Regions from separate parts of the Zea mays genome. Here region 2 is linked to region 1. Evidence: chromatin contacts called from public Hi-C data. All regions are on one chromosome and are shown on one strand. The core of a region is the stretch at or near the end of the contact, and the rest is flanking DNA. Distances in the headings are between cores, read along the strand shown. Region 1 holds the start of LOC100280365 (Glutamine--tRNA ligase cytoplasmic). Region 2 holds the start of LOC103649658 (small subunit processome component 20 homolog).

Region 1 (5,691 bases), core at 1,738-4,237:
ACATGAGCATTACACATAAACGTAGACATGCACATGTTGTTTAATGAGATATTTGAGTCGGCCTCAGTGTCGCAAGCGTGTCAGAAAAAAAGAGATACGTCATTTTACTAATTAGATTAGATACTACTTTGGTAGCAATCAATGCAGCTGTACACTCTAATCCAGTAATCCTCATAGAAGACCATAGCCATCAAATCCATTTTTTTGGTTTAAAAAGATACCCACCACATTCATTACAAAAATGGCTTCAATTAACCCCCTCCTGAACCTATATCTAGAGATTCACCTCTGTCATTCTGACATATTATATCCAAAATAAGTCCTAAACTTCATATAAATTATCTATCATTGCAATAAAAAGCTAAAGTATGTGCATGAATTTCCCTCCTCTGTTGGTACTTAAAACACTAAATAACCCCTAGATCCATATCTATATTATCCACCCACAACATTTAAATATTAAACAGTCCAAATTAACCTCTAAATTTACATAGGTTAGAAAAGTATACAAAATAATTGATGAATAAAGTTTATCGTAACTAAACAAAGGTAAGAAAGTATCTGTAGATTTATACATCGGGTATAAACTTAGAATATGGAAAAAACAAAGACAGAGGGCTAAATAAATATTTTACTTGTGGAGGTACAGGTAAATAAATTTCTGGACAAATTGGGGCAGCTATCTCTCAAACTTGCCTAATTGATGTATCAGAATACATCTAGTTTACCTTCTGGATACTTGAGGAGTGATGTCCCATTACAAAACTGATAAATGCACTATTTCATTGTCGAGATGATTCACTTTATAAAAAGAAAATACCATAGACAAATGCATCAAGTATATGCAAATGTGTTATCAGGTATAAACTTAGAATATGGAAAAAACAAAGACAGAGGGCTAAATAAATATTTTACTTATGGAGGTACATGTAAATAAATTTCTGGACAAATTGGGGCAGCTATCTCTCAAACTTGCCCAATTGATGTATGAGAAATACATCTAGTTTACCTTCTGAATACTTGAGGAGTGATGTCCCATTACAAAACTGATAAATGCACTATTTCATTGTCAAGATGATTCACTTTATAAAAAGAAAATACCATAGACAAATGCATCAAGTATTTTTGCCAGGACAGAACAAGAACAACAATAATATTAGGATATTCACGTGTGTCAAGAGAGAACAGGGATGACTGAGCAGGCTCAGGAACTGCATGGTTATTAAGGGTATCTACACGATTACATATAGGAATCAACTAAAATCGATACTCTTCTTATTGAAAATTTCTAATTATGTCCACTGACAGTTAAGATTCAAACACATTTGCTACATATAGACCAAATAACTCAAGAATTAAGCAGCGAAGAAGAAAAGTGAGCACTGACAACGACAAATAACTGGACAACCTTCACTATCAACTCCTCCACGGTAACTGTAGTTGATAGAGAATAATATTGAAGGCAATAATACAATGATAATATGGAAACAATGATGGATAGAGATCCTTTAGCGTCACAAACATAAAGCAATGCTCGTAGCCTCCTTGGCCAATGAAAGCAATGATGTTTGTGTATGCATATCCCATCAGAACGAGCATTTGCTGCATTCACAGGTTGTTTTCTAGTATTTATAGGCTAAAAGACAAATATTGCCAACGACACCAATGCAAACGTGAAAACAACTGCAAAAAAATCCATTAGATGCATTTGCTGCATTCACAGGCATGTAGTATGCCATAGCAGGATGTTTTTGGGGAGAACCATTTTTTTACAAAAAGAACAATTATGGAGATGAAAAACTAAATCAAAGGAGGGAAACCAGCAGCACAGCTTCATTCCAGCAGTCATAACGGTTCAGGTCAGCTCATCGAGTAGCTCTCACAAGCTATCCTACCATGGAAAAGCTCGTAGAGGTGCAGAGTTTAGCAAAGCAAACGAAAATGCATAATTAAATACATCGTTTTTAGATTTTCCAAGAGGCAGGAGGCTAGAGTCTAGCAATTCTTAACGAAGAAAAAAACAAATTACCTTCCCCCATCCACATCGGGAGACCACGGCGCTGAGAGATGGATGGAATTTGGCGACGTCCTAAACAAAAAGGAGAAGGAATCAAACAGCAGTGGTGGCGTGCTGAAGGCACACCAAGGTGGAGGGCCGGGGTGGCAGATCCACATTTGGAGGCGGGGGGGGGGGGGGGGGCGTGGGCTGGGCAGCGTGCTGAAGGCGACAACAGTGGCGGCGTGGGAGGTGGGAGCGAGGGAGCAAGTTGCCTCCACGGAGCCGCGACTGTCACACCAAGGTGGAGGGTCGGGGGCCGCGGATCCGCATTGGACCTCTGCTTATTCCATCTAGGGGGAGGGGTTCGCAGCGGGGCGAACATCACGGGGGCATTTCGTGGGGGAGGCTATCGCGGCGGAGGTGGCAGGGCATCGGGTGAGCGAAGGACGGGGGCGGGGCACGCACGGAGGAGGGGGCGCGCGTGTGGGGAAGGAAGGTGATGGCGCGGATGACGGCCTCGACGCATGGGGAAGGAAGGTGATGCCGCGGATGGCGACCGAGGCGCGTGGGGAAGGGCGGTGATTGCGCGGTGAGGAAGGGCGGTGACGGTGGCGGAGGTCTGCGCTGCAGGGATGGAGCGGAGGGCAGCGCTGATGGCGTTGGGTGAGGAGGCGAGATTTGCGGGGAGGGGGAGGGCGAAAGCGGAGGGCCGCGGACGCGCTGCAGAGAGGAGAGCGGGCGACGACAGAACCGTGCACCAAAAAAATATGGACGCCTACACTAATGTCTTAAGTAGTAGTAGAGATTATCATTAATCCATGTGGATTGAATAGTACTGAGCTAGTTTAAATACATAATAAGTCAAATTTCATTATAATCCATTTCAATACACACCAATCTACATGAAATTGGAATAACCGAACAAGACCTAAATGAGTCGTATCTTACTTCGATACATCAGGTTGTATGGAGGGATTTCTTACATGTATGTAGTGTTTGGAGAACAGTATCTATGTTTTACGTACCCTAACACTGCTGGTGCTCTTCACTTGGGTTTAATCCAAAGTCCAAAACCACATCACACCCTTCTAATCCCAATCGCGGCACGACTCACGAGCTCCTCGCGCCGCTGCAGTGGGCTCTGCGCCTTTCCTCTCGCCGGAGTCCTAAAAAAACCCTAGGGACTAGGGAGCGTGCGGCTGCTGCTGCTGCGGCCGGACGAGGGGATGGGCACAGGGGGAGACGGGGACAAGGCGGGGCCGGCGCTGCCGCTGGAGGCGCTTTTGGCGCTCGGGCTCGACCAGCGCACCGCCGAGAACGCGCTCGTCAACGCCAAGGTCACCGCCAACCTCGCCGCCGTCATAGCTGAGGTGACCCCCCGTCGTCCGCTCGCGCTCGCCGCACTAGTTTTTTCGGCGGGTGCTGTGTTCTTATTGTTGGCGGGTCTGGTTTTGGTTGTGCTAACTTGTTCCACCTGGTGTGGGATTTGGCGTTGTGATTCTGGATGCAGACTAGCTGCACAAGTGTTCGACGCGCCTTGCATATGTTATATGATGCTAGAATCCGTGCTGCCCAATTTAGTTCCTCCCAGCTCCCAGCTCCGATCGCTGTTAAACTGTAGCGTATAATTTGGTTCCTCGTTCTGCAAGTCTGCTACCCACACACGTTCTATTGCAGCAACATTTTGTCCGTGCTGCCGTTTATATGATCACCTTGCTGTTTGGACAAATGTTACATGCTAGGAATTCAGACATCGTATGTCTACTTGTTACTGACCCTTTCTCCACTGACTTATCCTAGCTTAAACCTCGCTGTTATCTAATTATTATTCTAACATTTTGTTACACTGTCACTCTCTTTAAAATGTGCTGTCTTCTCCCCTTTAATTAACCACTGGTCTTGTTGACCTGTTGGCAGGCTGGTATAAAGGAATGTGACAAGTCAATTGGTAATCTTCTATATGCAGTAAGCACCTAGACCAATGAATCATGACTTCATGATAAAGGTATAAGTTGAGGGTTTTTCATGTGTAAATAACTCAACTTATGGTGAAACAGGTTGCCACCAAGTACCCAACTAATGCACTTGTTCATCGCCCTGTCCTTATTAGCTATGTCTTGTCAACAAAGGTAGATCCTTTACCCCTCTTCATTTCTGACTTCTAATTGATTTTGCAGGTGCCGACAAAGTGTTTTCCATCTTTCACCAATCACCACTCATTGCCTTGATGATGTGAACATGAAAATTTCTCTTTTCAGATAAAGAGCCCTGCACAGCTAGATGCTGCCCTCTCATTTCTTACTAATACTGGTCCTGATTCTCTAGATGTGGACAAGTTTGAAGAAGCATGTGGTGTAGGTATGTTTCCTTTGGATGGCTTGTATCAATATGCTTCTTCTAATTATAATCCATGCCATACATAACTCTTACAATTTCCTGAATCTGTTGTTGGGTTTGTCTGTTCTTCTGATGCCAAGGAAACATATTTGCTAAGCTCTCATGTAATGGTTATTCTTAGTCTGTTGTGCCCATTTCATCTGAAATACTGGATTCTAAGAGAATAGTGACTTCCGTAGGCAAGTTTGACTTTTGGACAAGAAGCTGACACTATTGTTAATAGTTTAACCTCAGTTGATATCACCTGGCCATCTTATAACTACCACAATGCTGTGTCTGCAGGCGTGGTTGTTTCTATTGAGGAAATTAAATCTACTGTTACTGACATTCTTGAGGAGAATATGGAAGCTATAAAGGAGCAGCGGTATCACATAAATGGTTTGGTTTCCGATTCAACTTGAATGATAAATTGCAAACACTTTTACGAACCAAAATCTTCATGCTTGCAATTTTTATCCTATAGTTCAGTAATTTCCTGAGGAATGATAGTTGGACCTAATCCTTAATCCTGTCCTTTTTGGCTTTTCTTCAGTTGGTATGCTATGTGGACAGGTTAGGAAGAGACACCCCTGGGGTGATGCTAAGGCAGTAAAGGTACACAGCAATTATCTATACAGACTACTTGATTTGTTTCAGTTGTTTTTTAGTTGTATTGAACATCTGAATATCCTGCTTGTACAGGAGGAAATTGACAAGAGGCTTGCAGAAATCCTAGGTCCAAAGACAGAAGCTGACAGTATAAAACCAGTGAAAAAGAAGAAGGAAAAAACAGCAAAAGTTGAGGTTGGCAATCATGTGTACCAAGTTTAAACTTTAAAATAGTGCTTTTTATTTATTGGACCACTTAGATATGGTTTATTTAAAATGCAGGAGAAAAAAGTTGCAGTTGCCACTACTGCCCCACCATCTGAGGAGGAATTGAACCCGTATACTATATTTCCCCAACCAGAGGAAAACTTTAAGGTATGCTCCACTGTTCTCTGACATACACGTCATAGTTGTGGCACTCTGGCGCATTGATCAGCTCATTGATTTGTTTATTTTCTCCATCATAATAAGTTTTATTCAGTGATTCTGATGTCTTTTTATGATCTAGGTTCATACAGAAATATTTTTCAGTGATGGGAACATATGGAGAGCACATAACACAAAGGAAATTTTGGAAAAACATCTCAAGGCAACTGGAGGAAAAGTGATGACCCGTTTTCCACCAGAACCTAATGGATATCTTCATATTGGTCATGCCAAGGTTTTGAGAATCTCCTTCATAAATGCATGTCTTTGGACACATTTTT
Region 2 (5,691 bases), core at 1,750-4,249, 210 kb after region 1:
TATTTCAATTGACAGCCTGCACCTAATCTTCTTTAATCTGTGAACAAAAAGGTTTCTCATTGACTATTGTCTACTGCAGAGTGAGGTTTTGAAGGTGACTCTTGCAACTGACGTCGTGAACTTAGTGTGAATATCTGTTGGATGGGCAAGCAAGTTTCCAACCCCATGCCCTCCCATCGATTGTGCTGCCTGATCCGGCTAGAGTTTATTAGGACTCGCAGCTAACTCGGAGTTCACTGCTGTAAATATGGGTAACACCCTGCCAATGCACGATATGTCGGAATCCACAGGTAAAATCGAATCTATGTTGCTTCAAAAGTTATTCCCTTTTGTCTGTTCTCGGCTAGAACAAGGTCTGGTCAAAATAAGAATGTTTTTTGTTCCATTTTAGTTGGAGTTTGGGTTTTCAAATCTAGGCCAGATTAGTTGGATTTAATAATTTGGTTTCTAAGGTGCAGCAGCCATATGATCTCCCAACAAGGAGGATCTTGCAACAACGACATTGATCAAGAATTGGATGTTGGAAATTATGGTTTGGCATTGTTACTTCTCTTACTCCTGTTTCATGTCCCAATCTGAGGTGACTCGTGTTGGTAATCATGTAATTTTTCCTTCGTGCTTCTATTCTTCCTATACGCTTTAGGCATGGCATGTTGTGCACTAACATTTTGATTAACAATACAACACATGGTCATACATATGGTATTGTTGCACTATTTTTTTGTTGCAACGCACGAGTATTCAACCAGGGCATCTTAGATTGGGAGTGGGAGGAGGACGAGGAGATGATTTGGTGCTACCAGGGTCAGGCCCCATCTCCTAGAAATGGATCTTCCTCCTTTGCATGGGCAGCTTGTGCATCGGGCTACTCTTCACCAACAGGTACCCTCATCCTCCCCCTTCTTGTGGCTCTTGATTTAGTGTTTTCAACTCGTCTCTATGGTTTGTTCTTGCAAAATCTCATAACACATGGTCACAAATACACTGACATCAATCTGTCATGACATGCCTTTATTTGCTAGACAAAGATCGTTTTATCCCGTGTGTTTGCAGAGCGGGCAGCCCGTCTCCCGCTGACAACACAACCACAGTAGTAGTGCACTACGCCCTGTGCTTTTTCACTCTCACCGAGCTTGCTCAACGACTGAGTCATCTACAATTGAGTGACAAAATAAAATCAGTAAAATTGCAAAAGAGCATTACATCCATATTTTTAGATAAAACATGTTACCAAAGACATTATTGTATTCAGGCGTTAAACAACATGTATCTTGCAGATTTACCATTATCCAGGCTTAATCTTTACTACTCTATAAGAGAGCAAACTAGGCATCCACCTACTTCACCGTGCCTCCGCTCCCGTGATTCGCGTGCCCCCGCCCCCGTGATCCATCTTCGCCCGATGCCCGCATGTGCTCCTTCGTCCTCGCCCGCCGTCCTTCCGTCGTCCTCCCCCGTGATTCATCTTCGCCCGCATGTGCTCCTTCGTCCTCGCCCGCGCCGCCACACCTCCCCCGAAACCTCGCCGCCACCCCTCCACACGCTCCTTATCACCCACATCCTGCCTCCCTCATCTCCAGTGCTTCTCTCGCCTCCTCTGTGCACACCTCGCCGCAGGGTGCGTCCTCAAGCTCGATCCCTCCCCGGCCTGTTCGTCATGACCTCTCGCCCTGCCGGCAACGGCGCTGGCTCCCCGCGCACCGCATCCTCATCATCCCGAGCCTCGCCACAGGGTCCTTGTCCTTCGGCTGCGTCCTCTCATCGCTCTCCTCCCGCGACATCCACACCGTGGCTCTCGACCTCCCCGGTCAAGGCCTCTCTCCATCGCCGACTGCTGCGCCCGGACAAGCGCGCTCCACGGCATCATGAACTGTGGCATCTTCCACGCATGTGCGGTCTCCTTCCTCGCCCCCGCTCAAGCCCAAGCCCACAGCAGCATCGCCCCCGACGCCCCTCCCCCCGCCCTCGAGCCCCGAGACGCCATCCTGCCCCCACCCACCACACCCGCCTCCCGAGCATCGAGGTGGTGGTCGAATCGACAGAGGTCGTGTCCCCGCCGCCCGCCTCCTCGCTAGCTCCATCCGCCCCTCGCAGCCCTCTGGCCTCGCCCAGCCGAGCTCCCTCCTACTCGTCGCCTCGTCTAGGGCTAGGGTCGTCGTCTCTGCCCTGCGGGCACTGAAGCCCTCTGTGGTGCCACTCAGCGCCCCCATCGACCAATAGTGTTCCTATAAAGCTAATCAGAAAGATGTAAATGTTGAACAGAGGCTGTCTTTGGAGATCCGGGTTCACAGGGAGCGCTGGTCCGTGCTTAGTTTATCCATTTATTGTGTAGTTTACCTTTGAGAGAATCATGTCCCTCCTTTTTGCTACTTAATATTAGGTTCATGTTATTTTGGTATTGTTAGATACTTGGATTGGCCCTTAAGGCAAAATCGTGTGTTTGTGATACATGATGTGTGAAAGCAGTTAGGCAGTTCAATTAGGCACAAGTTTTTTTTACCTAAAAAAGTTAGCCCTTAGCACGATGTGACAAGCTACGATTGTGCATTTGTGCTTCTTCCATATTGTTCTCGATAATTTAGCTCTTCCTCAATGAAGTGCTGCAAATTATTAGATTCTTGTGGCAGTGTCCACAATGGGGCTTGTGATTTCTGCAGTGTGAACTGATTCCACATTTCTACTAGCTTTTGAGTTGCAGAAATTACAGGTCAACTAATACAACAAGGTTTATATGAAGCTTAAACAGCCTCATAAAAAATCCATTGTAGGCTTGTATACAAATTAATGCCACAGTTCAGGCGACATAGTGATTGAGTGAATGGGGATAGAGGAACCACGCCGACGTCTAAAGCCTAGTTCGGCGTCAAGATCTATGGTGCCGAGCTAGGTGCCACGTCAGTGGGGCCAGTATTTCGGCATCATGGATTGTGGCGTCGGTGTGTTCGGCATCAAGGCCATGACGCCGAGCAGATGATCCAAAACTGAGAAATAATTCTTTCAGGAGGCTAGATGTAAAATTTCTTCGAAAAAGGGCTAAACTGTAAAATTTTGGGTCACGGCCTCCCTCGAAACCCTAGGCCACAAGCAAAACTCTGCTCCTCGCTTAAACCCGCGAGCCTCCGGACCCGGATGTTGTTCCGGTTCCGCCCGGCCCCCTCGTAGCCATCGCCTCCTTTTAGCGCCGCCATCCCACCTCGCCGGCGGCCATGGCGACCCCGTCTTATGCGGCGGTGAAGTGCCTCAACACGTCCTCGTCCAGCCGCAAGCGTTTCTCGGTACGCCTCTTCTCCGACTGCTGGCTGTTCCGCTAACACAGAATCCAGCTCGCGGAAGAGTTTTATGGATGCTAATGAGCTATGTGTTTCTTTCCGCAGTTTAAGAGCTTCTCGCAGCGGGTGGAGGAGATCGACATCGATGTGTACCGCAGCCTCCACACACTGAAGGCGGAGCCATCCAGCGGATCGTCCTTCTTCCTCGACGCAATTGTGGAGTGGAGGGTATGCGACCTTTTCTTTTTCTTGCCTCGTTTATTTCAATCTCTGTCATCTCTAGATACACTTTGGAAGTAACATGGGAGCTTAATTTGGTGCTTAGAGCATCAGAAAGGGTTTAATTGCCTTAATCGTTGTCTGCTGTGTTGCCCTGAGTGTTATATTGTGTAATATAGTCAGGATTACATCCAATAAAAATGGAAACATCTTCGAAATTCCACTCAGTGTGGAATGGACCTTAGTTCCATCTATTTTGTTTATTTCTTTTGATTGAAGAATTAACAGAATTCAAGGCTGTTCACAAACTGCACAAGGCCATGGGCAAAATTTTGTTCACAAATCGCACAAGCACAACTTTTGCTAACTCTATCTAGTAGAAGCATAGAATACCTAAAAGTTTGAGGGCATGTTTGGTTTCCTACCTAAGGCGCCACAATCTGCCTAACCTTAGGCGCTCGAATTGAAGAACTAAGGTTAGGCAGAAAAGTTTGGCACATTGTGGCGTCTTAGGCACCAAACCAAACAACCCCTGAATCCATCCTGCTGCCACGCTGCCACCCCCTCCCAAACAATTGATTTACTTAACTTTTTTGTACCTCAGCATTCCCCAGCATTCTCTGTTGCCATGCTTAAGCTGCATCATGCCTCAATCACCTTACTGGCCAATGCCTGCTCCATGGTTGGCTAGGTTTTTTTCTGCCCCGTGTCTTGGTCCACCACTATGCATGGCTTGAGTGAAATGCAACACTCTCGACTCGAATTCCACCATTGGATTGCTCCCACCATCGTACTCACCTCGCATCACCTGCTACTGACAAAATCACACCACCATATATGTTTTCACTTCATACTTGCACTTTGTGTGTGTGTTACAGTTCGATCAACTTCTGTGGCTTCCATCATATTTGATGCAGGGCACAGAGGTGCCAATATGGAAAAGGGCAGTGAACTCAATCATATTGTTAATTTCTAGCCAATAGATTAGTCTTCCTAGCTGTCATCAATGTACTCTCTCCGTCCCAAAAATAGGACACATCCCACTTTTCGAGGAGTCAACCAATCTCAAGTTTGACTAAATATATGCAAAAAGGTACTGATATTTATGATATCGAGTAACTATTATTAGATTAACCATGCAATATATTTTTCATAATAAACCCATTTGGAGATACAAACGTTGAAAATATTTTCTTTAAATCTTGTCAAACTTAAAATTAATTGATTCCTCAGAAAGCATTATGTGCATTCTTAGAGGGACATAGGGAGTATGAAGTTGCAGTAGGTTCCTTCCAGTGTTCCTTTTAATTCTTATATAGAGTTATATAAATATGCCAACCCCCACTCCAGAGTCGATGCTAATTTTATATATATAGAGCGGGGAGCAAAACTGGGCTTCCCGCCTGTCCACGTCTACATTTTTTTCTCCACCCCAAGATCAAGATCCGACGGCGCAAGCGTCTCTGCCCTTTTCTCTGTTCATCTCTCAGCCAAGCGCTCCGTCCGGAAAAGCACCTTCTAAAAGCAATATAATATATTATTCTCTGTCCGGTCTCCATCCATAGCGTCACGGGAATTAGGATGGGCTGTGTCTGTACCACACGTGCATGCAGCTACTTCTATGATTATAAATGGTGTGGTATGTGGTATGTGGCATAATCATGGTGTGGTATGTGGCTTGACATTGGGCCAAGGGTGTGATGGTGCTGAAGGTCCAACACATGCACCAGCACAACTCTTTTGGTCTTGTGATGGAGTCCTGACTGGGCTTCGAACTTAGCCAGCTAGGTGCTAGGGGGTCTGATCTGTTTTCTTTTTTCTCTTTCTGGCTGGTCCTATTGTTTTGATCTGTACTTGGGGAGGACCTCTTGGTCATCCTCGTTGGTTCCTCTTCTTTCTTAATGAAATGACACACAGCTCTCCTGCGTCGTTCGATAAAAAAGATGGAGTTAAGCGCGTGATATAAGCTGAGCAGTTTCAGCAAATGCATGAAGTGGGCTGTGTGGGGGCATATCTGGAAGGAGTTTTGAGTTAAATCGTTGCTAGTTTTCTGGTGTTGAAAAATGCACTAGCAGGTCTCGCTTTGGATAGTGCCATATTGATGGAAGTTAGGGTTTGAAGTAGACCAAGTACAACGGCGGAGGCCGGGATTGTGCCCAGCATGGGCACATCTAGAAGTTTTGTTATCTTATCTAGGCCATGT

The links. A called contact is a pair of places that touch in the nucleus more often than the background predicts.
Region 2: a Hi-C map of leaf shows a contact between it and region 1, with 4 times the contacts expected there. The contact joins the promoter of LOC103649658 here to the promoter of LOC100280365 in region 1. A contact is called at or near these places in 3 of 25 Hi-C or Micro-C datasets (ear and leaf).

What each region holds. Positions count from the first base shown.
Region 1 is chr3:8,553,384-8,559,074 of Zm-B73-REFERENCE-NAM-5.0, forward strand. LOC100280365 (Glutamine--tRNA ligase cytoplasmic) reads left to right here and starts at 2,988. Exons shown (of 22, transcript NM_001367124.1): 1 at 2,988-3,369; 2 at 3,917-3,964; 3 at 4,057-4,128; 4 at 4,258-4,357; 5 at 4,679-4,774; 6 at 4,929-4,990; 7 at 5,078-5,179; 8 at 5,267-5,359; 9 at 5,493-5,645. The coding sequence starts at 3,226. It also overlaps the pseudogene LOC100272281.
Region 2 is chr3:8,762,877-8,768,567 of Zm-B73-REFERENCE-NAM-5.0, forward strand. It overlaps LOC103649658 (small subunit processome component 20 homolog), which reads left to right and starts at 3,000. Exons shown (of 31, transcript XM_035966143.1): 1 at 3,000-3,275; 2 at 3,375-3,497. The coding sequence starts at 3,207.